Regions from separate parts of the Pan troglodytes genome. Here all the other regions are linked to region 1. Evidence: chromatin contacts called from public HiChIP or PLAC-seq data. All regions are on one chromosome and are shown on one strand. The core of a region is the stretch at or near the end of the contact, and the rest is flanking DNA. Distances in the headings are between cores, read along the strand shown.

Evidence for each region. HiChIP or PLAC-seq counts read pairs in DNA pulled down with a chosen protein or histone mark.
Region 2: an H3K4me3 HiChIP or PLAC-seq map of stem cell-derived excitatory neurons shows a contact between it and region 1, with 13 times the contacts expected there. The contact joins the promoter of PJA2 here to the promoter of FER in region 1. A contact is called at or near these places in 1 of 7 Hi-C or Micro-C datasets (stem cell-derived neural progenitor cells) and 1 of 1 datasets of contacts at active chromatin or transcription factors (stem cell-derived excitatory neurons).
Region 3: an H3K4me3 HiChIP or PLAC-seq map of stem cell-derived excitatory neurons shows a contact between it and region 1, with 6 times the contacts expected there. The contact joins the promoter of LOC112209188 here to the promoter of FER in region 1. A contact is called at or near these places in 1 of 7 Hi-C or Micro-C datasets (stem cell-derived neural progenitor cells) and 1 of 1 datasets of contacts at active chromatin or transcription factors (stem cell-derived excitatory neurons).

The regions. Positions count from the first base shown.
Region 1 is chr4:106,467,827-106,470,526 of NHGRI_mPanTro3-v2.0_pri, forward strand. FER (FER tyrosine kinase) reads left to right here and starts at 1,324. Exons shown (of 19, transcript XM_063810513.1): 1 at 1,324-1,506.
Region 2 is chr4:107,124,444-107,127,143 of NHGRI_mPanTro3-v2.0_pri, forward strand. It overlaps PJA2 (praja ring finger ubiquitin ligase 2), which reads right to left and starts at 1,353. Exons shown (of 10, transcript XM_526975.7): 1 at 1,215-1,353.
Region 3 is chr4:107,399,225-107,401,924 of NHGRI_mPanTro3-v2.0_pri, forward strand. It overlaps LOC112209188, which reads right to left and starts at 1,350. Exons shown (of 1, transcript XM_024356505.3): 1 at 1-1,350. The coding sequence starts at 1,350. The coding sequence ends at 958. MAN2A1 (mannosidase alpha class 2A member 1) reads left to right here and starts at 1,467. Exons shown (of 23, transcript XM_063810525.1): 1 at 1,467-2,126.

The sequences.
Region 1 (2,700 bases), core at 74-2,573:
TATCTTTATTGAAAGCTACTTTCTGCAAATATGTAATAACGTATTCACCAACCACATCTTTCTACATTTTGATTCCCTTTGTATAAATGTGGAGAAATTCTAAGGTTCTTGGGAAAGGTATTCAGTCATGAAGCAGTCTCCAAAGTTGTATTTTGGCCTTACCTAACTAAATTTTCATTCATTTCATTCTTATTGACATTACATATACTATAACATTTGATGTTCACAGAAAATTAACTTCTATTTTAAGAAGTTTACTCACAGAACCACAGTTTGTGCATTTAACAATCACTATGAAATACATATGAAACATTAACCATCATTTTAGAGAACAATTTAAAAACTCCGAAGTAACTACTTTCCTTAACTTTGTCATCCCAACATTCTGGGTATAGGCATTGTTGGAAAAATATAATTAAAAACCAAAATCTCCCAACCCAGAAATCCTCTCCACAAACGTTAGTAGACAAAACACTTTTAGTACTGAATAAGCATTAAACGAGACTGTGATACACATCACAGGCAATTTGCTAAGAGATTGCAAAGACAGAAATCTTGCCCTTTTGTATAGCCAAGTATATACGACCCATTACATACACGTTTTCAAGTTGAACAATAACTAGTCCTCAAGTAAGAGGACCTGACATTTGTCACATTAACTTTACTTAATAATTGGGGTGACCATCTGTGTTAGTTAATTGGTTTTATCCAGAGGAAAAACAAACTTCTCCTGTCTTTATGACGGAAGGTAGTTTTGCAACACGGAGCAAGTTGCTCACCGAAGTTACGCTCCTACTCTCTCACAGAAACTGGGAGATAGGGAAGGATGCTACTCCGTTGATATGTGCAGCATTTCAAAAAAAAAAAAAAAAGGTCCAGAGACATTCCTGAGCATACAGTTGACAAGACCTATCTAGTCCTCAAGTGGATTTATACAGATTTCAAAGAGTTGAGAAAGTACTTAACAATTAAGAAAGTACTTAAGTTTTCTAAGACAAATGCTCGGAGAAAAAGGGACGGGAAATCTCATCCTCCATTTTCAATAGGGAGAATTAAGCCTCTTATTTAAAATTTTTATGTTGGTTTTTGTTTATTTAGCTTTAAAACAGTAGACTTAAAAAAAAGTCCAACTTAAGATTTATGTTTTTCTATGTGTAGGGCTGTTCTCTATGGTTAAATAAATAACCCTGCTTAGAGAAAATATTCACCACTCTTCTTTGGCTCCTATGTAACTCAGTTTTTGAGAGGGAGGGGAAATACCGGATTGACGCTATGTGGTTCAACCAATGCAAAAGATAACACCGCCTTAAAAAGTCTACTACAGGAACATGGGAGGGTCACACCCTCGAATAATGACGCATACCTATCCTACTGTTACTGATCACCTAGTAATAATCACATTACTCATTTTTCACCAAATTCTTTTGGTGAAGGACGCTTCAGAAACGGCCATCACTGAAGAGCAGACCCGTTTGGGTTCTCCACGCATTCTAGACTCCCGAAGAGGTAAGAATTTATTATAGGGGGCCACTCCCAGTACCTGCTGTATGCTTTTAAACATCCATTACAATTCCAGCATTGAGTTTCTAACATTTTTAGGCAGGCTCAGGCACTGGGAGTACAGGATTGAAAGACAGTTCCTGTCCTTAAGGGACTCAGAGTAAACTGGAGTTGCTGAAAACCATTCTAAAGCAATCCACGTTAATAACAGATGCAAGTAAAACGTGGGAACGTACAGGAAAAAGTGACCAATTCTGAGGCTGAAAAGTGCCTATTTTAGGGGTGGGGGCCTCGCGGCCCTAAAGCGGCTTCCCTTCCCGGAGATTTCAGCTCCGGGGATCGCCCAGCGCCCTCCGGGCACACTTAACATTTTAATCACGTCTCCGCCCCCACTCTCCGAATTCCTTTCCGGCTGCCGACCCGCCGAGTGGTCCCTTCCAGGCGGCCTCAGCTTATCATCGCCGGTCCGGCCACTTCCCGGCCGCGGCCAGGCGAGCCTCCCAAAGTTTCCTGTGACGCCTTCGTCCGTCTCCGGCCCCATCTCACCACGGCAGCCCAGGACACCCGCTAGGGAGGAGCAGGTTACCGAGGCGGGGAGAGCGGCACAAACGCGCAGACCTCGGGACTCCACCCGGGCTGGTGAGCGAGCCCAGAAAGCGGCGACCGCAGCTCCGCGCCTCCACTCCCAGGGCCCGCAGCTTGGGCTAAGCGTGCGCCCACCCAGCCTAGGGCCCAAGTCCTGCCCCTTCGGGGACCGGGCCAATCGGCCGCTCCCCGCCTCCTGGGAGGTAGTGGAGGAGGGGGCTGAGGGCCCGGCGGCTGCGCCCGCCTTCCGCTCTTGCCCATTGGCTGAGGCCTCGAGGGTGCCCGGAGACCGGAGTGCAGCGGGATTGGTTGCAGAGGTTCGTGACAGTGGCGCCTATTGGCTGTGGCAGCCCCCGTGACGCGGGGTGGTGACTGGCTCCGGAGTCTGAGGGGTTCGGGCTTGTCAGGTTCTAGGTAGGTGCGTTTCGCGCCGCCGGCGGTAGGCGCTGTTGCCCGGGGCAACGCAGGGGGAGGGGGGAAGAGGAGGGAAGGCAAGCCTAGAGTGGGGGCAACAATGCCTGCCCGCAGAGGGGCGCCCGGGATTCGGCCAGGGCGTTGGGGGCTGTGCCGAGGCTCTTCCTCCGCCCTCAGCCAGCGCCCCCCCCAACCCCCGTC
Region 2 (2,700 bases), core at 103-2,602, 660 kb after region 1:
GAGTGGGACTGGGGGATGAAAAGAAATATTTAAATTTTACCTAACAGTCCGTTATTTATATTGTTGAAGTGTACATCAAACTTGCATGTCTGTAATGAATTTTTAAAATTAAGTGGTCATCTCATATAAAAATGACATGAACCCCAAAAGACAATTACAACACTGAAAAATAGTTTAAACGTTTATTACTGTTATCCTCAGGTTTATTCACATACACTTCAAATGATCCGTAGCCTTCAGCAAAGGTGACTGCCATTTTAAAGAAATGTGACCAAGTATTTCATGATTAAACAGAATACATTAAGCCTGTAATGAAAATTTTAAACTTCACAGAACCAGCAGACTGAAAAGAAGCGCCTATGCGGATGTAAATTTTTTTTTTTTTAATGTCCGGAGAAGGAACTCTCAGATTACTCTCCTCCCTGCAAAACGACTATTTACCACCTCCCCTTTGCTTCAACTTGGTCTGAGCGTCTTTAAGCTCACCATTTTGAATATGCGCAAAATGATTAACAGTCATCTGAGGGAGGACAAATTAAAGGTGCATCTGCAAGAGGAGCTCTGGCCTGACATCGCTAACTGAGAGCAGCCCTGGCGGAAAGGTGCTGATCCCGGGAGTAGAGCGACTGCTACGGCTCGAGCGGGGTGTCTGCGTGCCGAGCCTCACTGACAATCGGGGAAAATGCAGACGCCCAGCAGAACGACGGCAACGGAAGGCTCCTCGGGGGAGGGGGGCTGCAGGCCTGTGGCGTAAGATGGTTCCGCTCTACGCGGGGTGACGGGAAACCGCAGAAGGTGGGTGTGAGGTGTTGGTTGGGGGGCAAACTCTTGTACAGTGGCGAGTGTAGGGGAAAGCCAGCGGGGTCCTTGGCCAAGTCACCAAGGACAGCAGAAGAGGCAGCAGGAAAGAGCGGCAGCGAAGACCCCGATACCAACCAATGTCATCCGTCGGGGGGCGGCGGGCGCGACCGTCCCGGATAGGAGCGCGGCCCGGGTCCGGGCTGGACAGGGCCCAGGAGGCGAAGAAGGCCTCCCACAGCCATCAACCCCACCCACCATGGCCGGCGCAGCAGGCCAGGGACAAGCCCCGCTCCTTCCGAAGCTAGAGACAGAGAAATTGAGGAGCTGAACGCAGCAATTTCCTCGCCCCGACCCCCACACTCCCGACAGCGGAACAAGCCAGACTGAAAAAAAAAAAAAAAAAAAACCCTCACCGAAATGTGCAGCGGCTCCGGAGCGAGAACAGCGCTCGAACCTCCACCCGCCACCACCGCCTTCTTCTCCGCCTCCAACTCCTCCCCCGCCGAACGCGCAGCGGCTGGCGGCTGTGGCGGCGGCGGCGGCGGTGGCGGCGGCGGAAGCAGAGGCGGTGGTGGTGAGTCCCGCCCCTTGCGCCGCGGTGGAGGCGAAGGAGGAGAGTACGCAAGCCCCTCCCGCATAGCAGAGATGACCAATCAGCTTACAGGGTCTCTGCTGGGGGACAAGGCATACGCCCAATCAGAACCTGAGGAGTGGGCTCACGTCAATGGTTGGGACGTGGCAGAAAAAGGGAAAAATACTTGGACCTTCTCTACAGCCTGCTCCCCCATCTCCCTCAGGGGGAGTTCACCAATTGGCTGAAGAGCGGAAAGACGAAGCCGACTCCGTCCCCCGCCCCAGCCGAGCCCACCTCCTTTCCCTGCAGTACTGCGACGTTTGGGGAGGGGGCGGAGCACCGTGTAGGAGCTAAAACTGCGCGGCCTTTTGTGGTTTGGGCTGAGAGAAAAGGGCGGGGTCTCAGGGAAAGGGAGGGGGGTGTGGAGAACTAACAGAAAGACTGGCGCAGTTAGGCTTTTTCGGAAATTCCAACAGCAACAACCAAAATGGAGGCATTAAAATCGATCCTGATTCGACTGGAAACCTGATTAACAAGGTTAAGGTCTCCTGGCATAAAGTTCAGTTACAATTCAGATATCGGCGAGACAAAAAAAAAATGAAACGAAGAAGGGCTTGTTTACCCACCCTGACCCTGGGCACTATATGGCGCTTTCCACCCTCGCTCTCCGCGCTGACCCTTGCCCCTCGCTTCTTATTCTGCTGGGGCGGGGTTCAGAGAAGGCCTGCCTTTCCTCTGTATAGCCTTGGGCTGACCACAGCCTCCCAGCTTGCATCTTGAGGCTGTTTGTCAAGCCGGGAAGTAACAGCTCCCATCACATGCAACCAAAATAAATACAACAGCTGCAGTCCCCGGACACCTTGCTTAATTTAAACCTGGGTAACAGTTTAGTTAATTATGTCAGTGATACAAAACTGTTTCTTCGTTCTGCACATATTCTCTTTATTCATCTTGAAACGTGTCCGCTTATCTGATTACAGTCCCGCTGTCTTCTCTTATTCCCCACCCCCGACCCGTCGCCCGATGCCCAGGATATATTCATCGCGACCCCTCCCCCACGAATTAAGAGCCCCACTTCTTGTGCTGTCCCCTTAACAACAGCGAACTCTCTTGCCAGTGAACTGAGACTAATTTTTTTTTGCTGTTGATGGAAATAAATTACCCAAAATTTACTGTAGAAATTTAGGTTTATGAGAATTTGCCAGACATTTTGTGAAATCCAATCTGAATCCCAGTCCACTCCTGTAGTACGTTTCTTACCAAAAAACCATTCCTTGCTTGATATTACTCTGCCTTTACACGTGTTGCTATAGGAGTTCTGACTT
Region 3 (2,700 bases), core at 100-2,599, 930 kb after region 1:
CCCAATTCCTCCCAGGGCTAAGATCTAGACGTTTTTGGAGAGGGTATGACCTGGCTCACTGAATGGCAGAGAAGTCACCATTGGGCTACGTCTGCAAAGCTTGTGGAAGATGTGCCCTCTGCAACTTGCTGCAAATGCCTCTAGGGTGCCAGGGAAGTTTGGCGTAGTGTCTCACCTCCTCTACAAAGCTCCTAGAGTTGGGCATGTGAGAGGAAATTGCTAGTTACTGAGCACTATAGGACCTTGGCAGTGGAGAAAGCCAGGTATGCTGCAAAAGCTTATCAATACACAGAAATCAGGAAGCAAAATCCTTTTTTTCTGTAATGTCTCTTCAGCGCCCTCTACTGATAAAGCTTCAGTCCCAGAAGGCAAACGAAAAACTGTTTAAAAGGCTCAGATCCGTTTTTACAGTGCAGTCAAAAAGGGCGAATTTGGAGCTGAGAGGCAATAAATCAATAACTGACAGAAGCATCACTTCTCAGATTACACTCATGGATTTCGTAGTCAGATGTTTCTACATGTGCCTGGACGGCCCTTTGTCAGTCTCCTTTCCCCCAGGTTTTAACAGGCTGTCACCAAAAGAGGAAATAGTGAGCCCGAAGAGAATGTGCAAGCCCTCTTCTCTTGCATTTCCTCCAGCCCTTCACCAAGTACTCTTCCAGGCACGCCAGGCCCGAGTGTCCAAGGATAGGAAACCTGGGCAACAAAGGGAAGTGGGGTGTAAGCTCAACCCCTGTTGGACGTGGGGGTGCTGGCGTCTGAACGCCCCCGAAGGCCTCAACTCCCAGAAAGCTGCCTGCCAGGTCACAAGAGCCCTGTGAGGTCTTCCTATCGCCGGGACACTGGGAGGCAGGCGCGGGGCGGGCCCGCCGGGCGACGCGCTGTGATTGGGCGCCGTGGGGCCCGCCCCCTCATCTCGGAGCGTCGGGAGGGGGCGGGGCCAGCCGCCCGCTCGGCTCAGGGGCTGCGGGCGCCTATTGACCCAGCGGCCGCTGCGCCGCCGCTGTCTCCTCCTGCTCGTGGCGGGCGGTGCTGGAGCGCCAAGTGGCGCTGGAGAACCGGCGCTTCTTTTCGCCGCTTCCGCCGCCATCTCCGCGTTTGTGGGGCGGGAAAGAGGGAGGGGGCTAGCGGCTGCAGCTGGAGCGGGCTTCTCTCCGGGGACGGTCCTTTCCTCCCTGCTCTCCTTTTCCTTCTTTCCGCGTTGCCGCCGCCCGCCCCCTGCGCCTCCCCGCGGAGCCTGGGTCTGGGAGGGGGAAGGTAGGGGCGGCAGGGGGCGGGAGAGGCTGGCGAGCGGACGCTAGCGTTGAGGAAACTCATCAATCCGTGAGCCCCGGAGTCCGGGGTGCACATCGGCCCAGCCGCCGCGTCGGCGGCGGCGGCGGCAGCAGCACGAAGGGGCTCAGTCGGGGTAGGCGGGGGCGGTGCCGGTGCCGGTGCCGCGGGGGCGGGCCCGACCGTCCCGCCCAGAAGTTGTAGGGCTTGGCTCCTCGCGATCTTGTTCCTTTCCCCTCCGCTTCTCTGACCTAGCTGCGCGGCCCCGGCCCGGGAGCTGCCGAACCCGCGCCTCCCCTGGGTGAGGAGGACACGCCTGCCCTCGTCGAGAAAACTTTTCCTGCCGACTCAGTTGGGGCGGCGGTGGCAGGAAGTGCGGGCAGCGACCTCTCCTCCGCCTGCCCCGCGCGCCCTGCCGGAGGTCGGCGCTGAGCTTGCGATCAAGTTTGTGGGGGCCCCCCTTCCCAGTTGCCGGCGAGTCTCGCCTCGAGAGGGGCGCCCGACCCCGGAGAGGGCGGCAGGCCAGGGCGAAGGCCAAGGGCGTGTGGTGGCGCCGGAGACTAGGTGCGGAGCAAGGCGGGGACTCGCATCCGCATCCGAGAGCGCGGAGGTCGCGCAGCCCGGGAGAAGGGAGCCTCCGGCGGCTGCTTCCTAGAGTCCACAGTGCGCTGTCTCCTTTGGCTGAGGACAGTGTCCTGGCCCCGAGTCTATCGAGGAAAATGAAGTTAAGCCGCCAGTTCACCGTGTTCGGCAGTGCGATCTTCTGTGTGGTGATTTTCTCGCTCTACCTGATGCTGGACCGGGGTCACTTAGACTACCCCAGGAACCCGCGCCGCGAGGGCTCCTTCCCTCAGGTAAGCACCTGGGAAGGGGGCGCAGGGCTCCGAGGGGCCAGGCGTGCGGGCCCCTGGTTAGCGGCTGCTACCCGACCTCTTCCTCCCGCCGCGGCCCCACACCCGTGCTGGGCGAGGCCAGGGGCTCTGTAGCTCTCGGACGGCAATGATCACCTCCTGGGAGCCACCTCGCCCGGGCGCGCCGAGTTAACAAAGTGCTGGGCGGCGTGCGGCGGCGGCGGCATCATCCCGCTCAGGAAAGTGGCCATGTTCCGGCATTCGCACCCGGCCTGTTGGGGTGGCTTCGGGCACCTGCTGGCGGGGGAACGGGCGCGGCGTGAGGCACCCCCCGCCAGCCCGGGGCCCGCGTATCGCGGTGGGGTCGTTCTCGGCTCTCACAGGGTTAAGCCGCCCGCACCAGCCCAGACCCCCTGAGCGCACCGAGTCGCGGAAATGGATCAAACCGAACCCACCTAGGCTTTTTTTTTTTCTTTTTCTTCCCCGCTGCCTCTGAAGAGAGAGAAGTTTATTTCGTGTTGCGGCCCTTTTAGATGTGAATCTCTAGGTTGATTTTAGTGTCGTCATTCTTCAGCTA